Regions from separate parts of the Capsicum annuum genome. Here region 2 is linked to region 1. A link is a contact called in public Hi-C data. All regions are on one chromosome and are shown on one strand. The core of a region is the stretch at or near the end of the contact, and the rest is flanking DNA. Distances in the headings are between cores, read along the strand shown. Region 1 has its middle 27 kb from the start of LOC124900020. Region 2 holds the start of LOC107867022 (subtilisin-like protease).

What was found. Hi-C and Micro-C count contacts between places; a contact is called where the count stands out from the background.
Region 2: a contact with region 1 is called in a Hi-C map of leaf, with 3 times the contacts expected there. The contact joins the promoter of LOC107867022 here to the enhancer-like site in region 1.

What each region holds. Positions count from the first base shown.
Region 1 is chr1:6,801,919-6,806,077 of UCD10Xv1.1, forward strand. It overlaps the pseudogene LOC107867039. Among protein-coding and RNA genes, the nearest start is that of LOC124900020, 27 kb to the left of the region's middle. Within about 2 kb of position 2,108, at least 3 of the 5 cell types and tissues checked have an H3K27ac peak or open chromatin away from gene starts, as enhancers often do. A contact at or near this core is called in leaf, where this site is marked.
Region 2 is chr1:6,917,031-6,921,189 of UCD10Xv1.1, forward strand. It overlaps LOC107867022 (subtilisin-like protease), which reads left to right and starts at 2,065. Exons shown (of 1, transcript XM_016713110.2): 1 at 2,065-4,159. The coding sequence starts at 2,226. It also overlaps the pseudogene LOC107852534.

The sequences.
Region 1 (4,159 bases), core at 858-3,357:
GAGTTTTAAAAACTACCAAACATAGGGAGAGTTTTCTGAAATTTGCTCTGTACGTTTGGTTATTATCCAAACTATGGCTATGTATGTTTAGTAATTAGACCTCAAACCGTTGCACTTGTTTTGTGGGCCTTTAAAGTACTCAAGCCTGGTTGTTCACTTGTCCCCCCAAGTCTTTAAGGATGATCCAGAATTTGATACTTGTCATGGCTATAGTTACACAACTTGCAGTAGGATCCAACAAAACCAGACAGAAATGAAACAAGTTGCTGAGCATATGAAGGCGCTACGTGTTGTGCATGATAAGAGCATGGTGAAGAAATTAGTTACTCCTATATAAATTAGTCTGCATCTTTTGTACTCATAAAACATCAAAAAGACCATTAAATAATCAAAAAAGAAAAAACAAATGAAAAATGAACATAAACCATATACTAAAAGGAAACAACATTTTCACTATAGTAAAATGTTTGAGTCCTTTCTACACTTATTATACTACATTCCATATTGAAAGCATTGATAGTTGAATATCCATCTTTGTAGTTTCATTATAACTCAATTGCAATTGGACTTCTCACAGAGTGCCGATAAGACATCCACTTCAAGTATCCCTCAACAACAATACCTGAGCTGTTGGCTGTCTTAAAAAATTTCACTTTGAATGTTAATTTCTGGTTCAACTGGGAAAAATTGAGCTTGGAAGGTTCAACTTTTATGAAAACTCCTTTTGGTGAAGCTATCTCCACTTTGTAAGATGATATAGCGTCACCAATGTTGGTAACTATTCTGGTATACGTCTGAGGAGTTGATTCAAGTCTGATGGAAAATGAAGGATAGTTTAATTGTGCTTCAGGGATACTTTTAACCTCCAAACAATTCACCTCGCGTTGTAAGAACTTACGTATCTGTTGATTTGTGTAGTTCAAACCACAAAAATAAGGTTCATAGTCCTCAAATGGGGTATCATAAATTAGTCCAGGATCAGTTGCTCTCGATGGATTAACATGTCCTTCACCAATCGCATAGACGTCAGCACGTAGAAGCCTTTCGTCTAGTATTGGACTATTGGCAAGGTTTAATGTGTCAGCGGTTGTCATCATTGCAGACTTAATAGCAGCAGGAGAGCAATCAGGGTGTGCACTCTTCAACAGAGCTGCTACACCACTAAGGTGAGGGCAGGACATTGAGGCGCCTACATCCACAGAGGTAGGCGAAGCAGCAAGGATAATAACACCTGGACCGATTATGTCAGGTTTCAAGATGCCCTGACTAACTTTACTTGGTCCGCGAGAGGAAAATGAAGCCACTATGGGAGCATTTTTATCTCCAATTATTGTTCCTTGAAATGTGATCATAGCAATAGGGTTTGATGTTGAGTTTATTTAAGCAAGAATTTTTGATCCATCTGTAGCTGAAACATCAAGTGCCGGAAGAACATGAACATCAGCTGATTTAGTCACCCCATCTTCTTTTTTATTGATGACAATCATGCCAACACCTCCAATATCCTTTACCGCTTGGCCTTTTCCAACATTGGGAGCGCCACCGCCTGCTTGACATATGACTATCTTTCCTCTTAGAGCAGGATCAGTAAGGGACCCTGGTTCGCAGTTTTTACCAGCATTAAACAGAGTGAAGAATCTTAAGATGGAAATCTTTGGACTATAAATAGATTCTCCTTCAAATTCCTCTCTATTTCCAAGCTTAACGGTAACTTTTATCTTTCTATCAACTGTGCTGGCACCTACTGTGAGAATCCAAGGGGCTGTATTTCGTACTGAGGACCTCGAAGGACCAGCATTTCCTGCAGCGCAACTTACAAGAATGCCTCTTTCCATTGCCCTGTATGCCCCAATTGCAACCGTGTCATTATGGAAAGGTCGCAGATCCTCATCACCAAGGGACATTGAAAGAATATCTACTCCATCATCTATAGCTACATCCATGGCAGCTAAAATATCACTCTCATCACAACGGCCATCATTACACAACTTATACATGGCAATGTGGGCAAGAGGGGCAACACCAACTGCAGTGCCATTAGCATTCCCATAGACATTAGCACCTTTCACAAAGGCTCCTACAGCTGTACTTGCTGTGTGTGTACCATGTCTGGTTTCGTCTATCTGGGAATTATTGTCAAGTTGGGGGAAAGATCTCGCTCCTATGAGCTTGTTATTACACTTGAAATTGGGCTCACAAACTCCCTTCCACTTTGCAGGTGGAGGAGGCATCCCAACATCGCTAAATGAAGGATGGTCAGGAAGAATTCCACTGTCTATGACTCCAATGATCACACCTTTCCCATAATGGGAATTCTTCCACAAGCCCATGTTTGGTTGCAAACCAAGAAAGCTCGGACTATGAGTAGTTTGCAAAGACAAAATACTCTGTTTCTGTGCAGAGACAAAGCCTGGTTTCTTCTCCATTTCCTTCACTTGTGATGCAGTTAATATTGCTGCAAAGCCTTTCATCACATTGTGATAGGAATAGATCATGCTGGCAGGCACCTCATTTCCAATTGAGCTAATTGCGGTGGTACTTTTAGGCAAAAAAGAAAGGTAATAGTTATCTAAATCCGTCATTGATAATTGATCAATAGAAATTTGGTTTTTAGGGGATTCAACGTGGACTATATATGTCTCCGAATCACTTTGAATGCTAGGACAAGGGAAAGAACAAAAGATGAAAATAATAAGAAGGATTTTAAAGAGTTCCATGGCTGTAAAATACACGAACTAATGATGTATTTGAAAATGTATTTGATGAATTTCTCTGCTTTGAAGCAACTATCTGTGAAGTAACTGTTTATATAGAAGAAAACTAAAAGAAAATAAAGGCCACTAAAGTGTGACTAAACAGAATGTAAGGCCACTGAAGTGTGTCTAAACAGAAAGGCCACTAAAGTGTGACTAACCAGTTTCCAAACAGTTTGTTCTACTTCCTCTTATTTTCCAACAAAAGACCATACCGAATTTGTGGGACAAGTTTAATTATGTTTGGATACGATGAAATTCTTTCATAATGCAAACATTTAACTGTTAATCACTTGGTAAAAGAAAGTTGCAAATATTCTGTCTAAATGGAAGACAACTAGCTTAATACTTCTTCCGTTTCAATTTATTTGACCTACTTTCTTTGGTAATTTATTTCAAATAGAATGACCATTTTCCTTTTCGGTAACTTTTTAATTCTAATTTTCTCATGTTACATATTTAAACCCCACGATTAAAGGACATTTTGATACGTTTGAAATATTTTTAATTTAGAATAACTAGATTCAAAAGTCATTCTCTATTTTCTTAAACTCCATATCAAATCAAAACAAGTCAATCAATTTGAAACGAAGGTTTTGAAGGGTAGGTGTTCTCAAAAAACATGCAGGTTTATAAAATCATTCCTCAAAGAAATAATCCATTTCTTTTGTATGTCTAAGAGAATCTTTATATGACAATTGTTATTAGCATTTCTTGAGGAATTAGGTGAGGAATGCAATTGTTGTTTCTTGAGGAATTAGGTGAGGAGCACATGGGAGTTTATTTATGTTATATATCTGTCATGGACTATTGGGAATGGAGGAACTTATTTTAGGAACTAGATGAGAAAAATGAGGAATTTATTTTGGCTACTAAATTGATATATTGTAATATTTATGCTAAAAATATGTAAGATCTTTTTTAATATTAGTATATGTTTATGTAAAGTTCTCGAACAATTCTCACCATGTTAACTAGCTTAAGGGTTTAGTTAGACTAAATTCATTTGTTATCATAATAATGGCACAAATACATAACGGTTCACACACAAATTGCAGCAATGCTTTCAAAATTCTTGACAATAACATATTTACTATATTACTATAATGTAGAGTTTGTAAAGGATAAAGTGTACACAGTCTATATCACTAGCTCAGAAGTGTGATAAAGAGGTTGTTTCCGAAACTTTCCAAATTCTTCTTTGGCAAAATTTCAAAATAGCTAAATTTGGCTACTAAATTGATATATTAATATGGAAAAAGGCTTAAATATGTCATTGAACTATCAGAAATCGCTCATTTATGTCATCAGTTAAAAGTTTGGCTCATCCATGCCATTATCGTTACAAAACCAGCTCATCCATGTCATTACTTTTTAACAGTGAATTTTCAAAAATAACTTTGTCA
Region 2 (4,159 bases), core at 815-3,314, 120 kb after region 1:
CGATGACAACCGCTGACACATTCAATTTTGCCAAGAATCCAATACTAGACGAAAGGCTTATTCCTGCGGATATATTTGCAATTGGTGCAGGACATGTTCATCCAGTGAGAGCAAGTGATCCAGGACTAATTTATGATACACCATTCGCGGACTACGTACCTTATTTATGTGGTTTGAACTACACAAATCAAGAGGTAGGTAAATTGTTACAATGCAATGTGAATTGCTTGGAGGTGAAAAGTATCCCCGCAGAGCAACTAAATTATCCTTCATTTTCCATCAAACTTGGATCATCTCCTCAGACATATACCAGAACCGTGACCAATGTTGGCGATGCCAAATCATCTTACCAAGTGGATGTAGTTTCGCCAAAAGGAGTTTCGGTGAAAGTTAAACCATCCAAGTTGAACTTCTCGAAGTTGAACCAAAAGTTGACATACCAAGTGACATTTTCCAATACAACCAACAGCTCAAAGGTTGAGGATGTCGAGGGATTCTTGAAGTGGAATTCTAATAGGCACTCTGTAAGGAGTCCAATTGCAGTAACATTGTCTGCCAAATGAAACTGATCCATTGTTTCCTTGAACAACGGACAAATGTAGAATAAGTACAGAATGTACTCACAAATGATTATTTTGGATTGTTGTTTCATTTTAGACGTCATGACATGTTTTATGCTACATATTGTAAATGATTTAATCATGTTTAAGAAGACAAATAACTTCTCCATGCAAGTATAATCAGTGTATTAATTGGCCCCAACGAGGGTATCTTTCAATGAGGGAAATTACACCCAATAACCTCGGAAATATGTGATCTTAAAATTTTGACCCTGTTTGCCTCGTGAACAAACCTATTGTAGCATTGAGATTCACTGACCTGATTGATTCAAATTTGCATCATGTAAGACTCATTTAATGGGGGGTCAAAGAGCTTCCTACTAGAAATTTTTCATATCCAAGGTTCGAGCTTGATAGAAGCCATGTATGAGTTTTGGACCCATTTAGTCCTTCGTCTATAAACATGATGAGTCTTTTGTCAGTGCACACGTCGAAGGCTTTTGTTTATATTAACAACGAAAGGTGATTATCTTATTTATATGGCTTTGGAGTTGCCCATTAATTCTATTATGGCATTCTCTTGTTGATCATCGGATATTTATAGAAAAATAGCCGCACCAAAAGAAAGACGAAGGGGGAGCCTGCGGTAAGGACCAAATGGAACCAAAGCTCATACATTAAAGGTCATTTTGATCAATTTTAAAACATTTGATTAAGTGAGAAAGGATCATATCCATCTTATCATAACTCTTCATAGTCATCATGATTCTTTTAGATGTTCATTAAATATAATATCCTAAATTACAAGATTATGATTTATGGAACTTTTCTATAGTCTAAACTATGTCAATTTCTATTTCAACAAAATTTCCTCCTAATACAAAGTGTACCATAGGGGAAAATTACTTGTCATATTTTCTTTTTTTTCGGAAGTCAAATTGCATAAACTTTGATCATTTGATCCAACGTTTTAACATGTATCTTCTTTATCATATTAATATGAGAAGAATTGAGTCTTATAATACTTATCTTGTAGTTTTTAGATACGTACATTTTATTATTAAAATATTAAATTAATCTTATTCAATTTGGCTATGAAAATTAGTCAAATTAATTATCTTTATTTAAGTGAACGTGCAAATCAATTAAATCCATGTTTGGTTTCTCATCCATATTTTTCAAATTGATCCCTAAACACATTTCACTTGTTTGATATTTTTTGCATCATGTAAAATAGAGTTCCTGTTGATTTGCTATAGAACTTAGCCTAATTAATTGTGGAATCATTGATGTGTTACAAAGAAATTATACCAACTTTACCTTTTCTTATTATGAATTTTATACAATATAGTTTAACGTTTAACTAGAATTCTGTTCTACTAGTCTCTTTCATACCAGTGGCCTTTTTTTCTTCCTGACATATGTTGGTATTGCACAATAATGATACTAACCAAACAAGGGGCCTGATTTTCATTAACAATTAATAAGCTTTCAACTATGCGTGCATCAATTTGAGTTTGCTAGTGGAGCAAAATAAATGTGAATAGTTCGAGAATGAATCACTATATATATAGATAGATAGCTCTATATCTCAATAGTTCATCAAATTCATTGTCCAATTACAAAGTTAGACTTCTATCAAGTACTATATTCGTCTCAAAAGCCATGGGATTCTTGAAAATTCTGCTTATTTTCATCTTTTGTTCTTTCCCATGGCCTAGTACTCAGAGTGATTTTGAGACGTATATAGTCCATGTTGAATCCCCTGAAAACCAAATCTCTACTCAATCATTGTTAATGGATTTAGAGAGCTATTATCTTTCTTTTTTGCCTAAAAGTACTACAACAATTAGCTCTAGTGGAAATGAAGAGCCTGCTAGAATGATCTATTCCTATCACAATGTGATGAAAGGCTTTGCCGCTAGATTAACTACATCACAAGTGAAGGAAATGGAGACGAAACCGGGCTTTGTCTCTGCACAGAAACAGAGGATTTTGTCCTTGCAAACTACTCATACTCCGAGCTTTCTTGGTTTGCAACAGAGTATGGGCTTGTGGAAGGATTCCAACTACGGGAAAGGCGTGATCATCGGAGTTTTAGACACTGGAATTGTTCCTGATCATCCTTCTTTTAGCGACGTTGGGATGCCTCCCCCGCCTGCAAAATGGAAAGGAGTTTGTGAGTCTAACTTCACGAGCAAGTGTAACAACAAGCTCATTGGAGCCAGGTCTTACGAACATGGCAACGATTCCCCAGTAGACAAGAATGGACATGGTACGCATACAGCGGGCACAGCTGCAGGAGCCTTTGTGAAAGATGCTAATGTATTTGGGAATGCTAATGGCACTGCAGTTGGTATTGCCCCTCTTGCCCACATAGCCGTATATAAGGTATGCAATTCTGATGGTCAATGTTCTGACAGTGCTATTTTAGCTGCCATGGATGCGGCTATAGATGATGGCGTAGATATTCTGTCAATCTCCCTTGGTGGAAGTACGAAACCTTTCCATGAAGACGGTATTGCTCTTGCTTCATACAGTGCAACAGAAAGAGGTATTTTTGTAAGTGCCGCTGCAGGTAATAGTGGTCCATCCCTTCGCACTGTAGCAAATGAAGCCCCGTGGATTCTCACAGTTGGTGCTAGTACTCATGATAGAAAACTGAAGGCCACCGTTAAGCTTGGAAACAAAGAAGAATTTGAAGGAGAGTCTGCTTATCATCCAAAGACTTCCAATTCAACATTTTTCGCTCTATATGATGCTGGAAAGAATGAAAGCGATCAATTTGACGCCCCTTTCTGCCGTCCAGGCTCGCTCACTGACCCTGCTATCAAAGGTAAGATAGTGGTGTGTCTGCGAAGTGGTAGTCTTCTCAGGGTTGATCAAGGACAATCTGTTAAGGATGCGGGAGGTGTTGGCATGATTCTCATCAATGAACAACAAGATGGCGTGACTAAATCAGCTGAAGCACATGTCCTTCCAGCATTGGATGTTTCAAATGCAGATGGAAAGAAAATTCTTGCCTATATGAACTCAACTTCCAATCCGGTTGCTTCAATCACCTTCCGTGGAACTGTCATTGGAGAGAAAAATACTCCTATAGTTGCTTCATTTTCCTCCCGAGGACCAAATGTAGCAAGTCCTGGAATCTTAAAACCCGACTTAATTGGTCCTGGTGTAAATGTCCTTGCTGCTTGGCCTACCCCTGTTGATAACAACAAAAACACAAAATCAACATTCAATGTTATATCCGGAACCTCAATGTCATGCCCTCACCTTAGTGGCATAGCAGCTCTGCTAAAGAGCGCACATCCTGACTGGTCTCCTGCTGCTATTAAATCCGCAATGATGACAACCACTGACACATTAAACCTCGCCAAGAATCCAATACTAGATGAAAGGCTCATTCCTGCAAATATCTTTGCAATTGGTGCAGGACATATTAATCCATTGAGAGCAAGTGATCCAGGATTAATTTATGATACACCATTCGATGACTATGTACCTTATTTATGTGGTTTGAACTACACAAATAGAGAGGTAGGTAAACTGCTACAACGCAAAGTGAATTGCTCAGAGGTGAAAAGTATCCCTGAAGA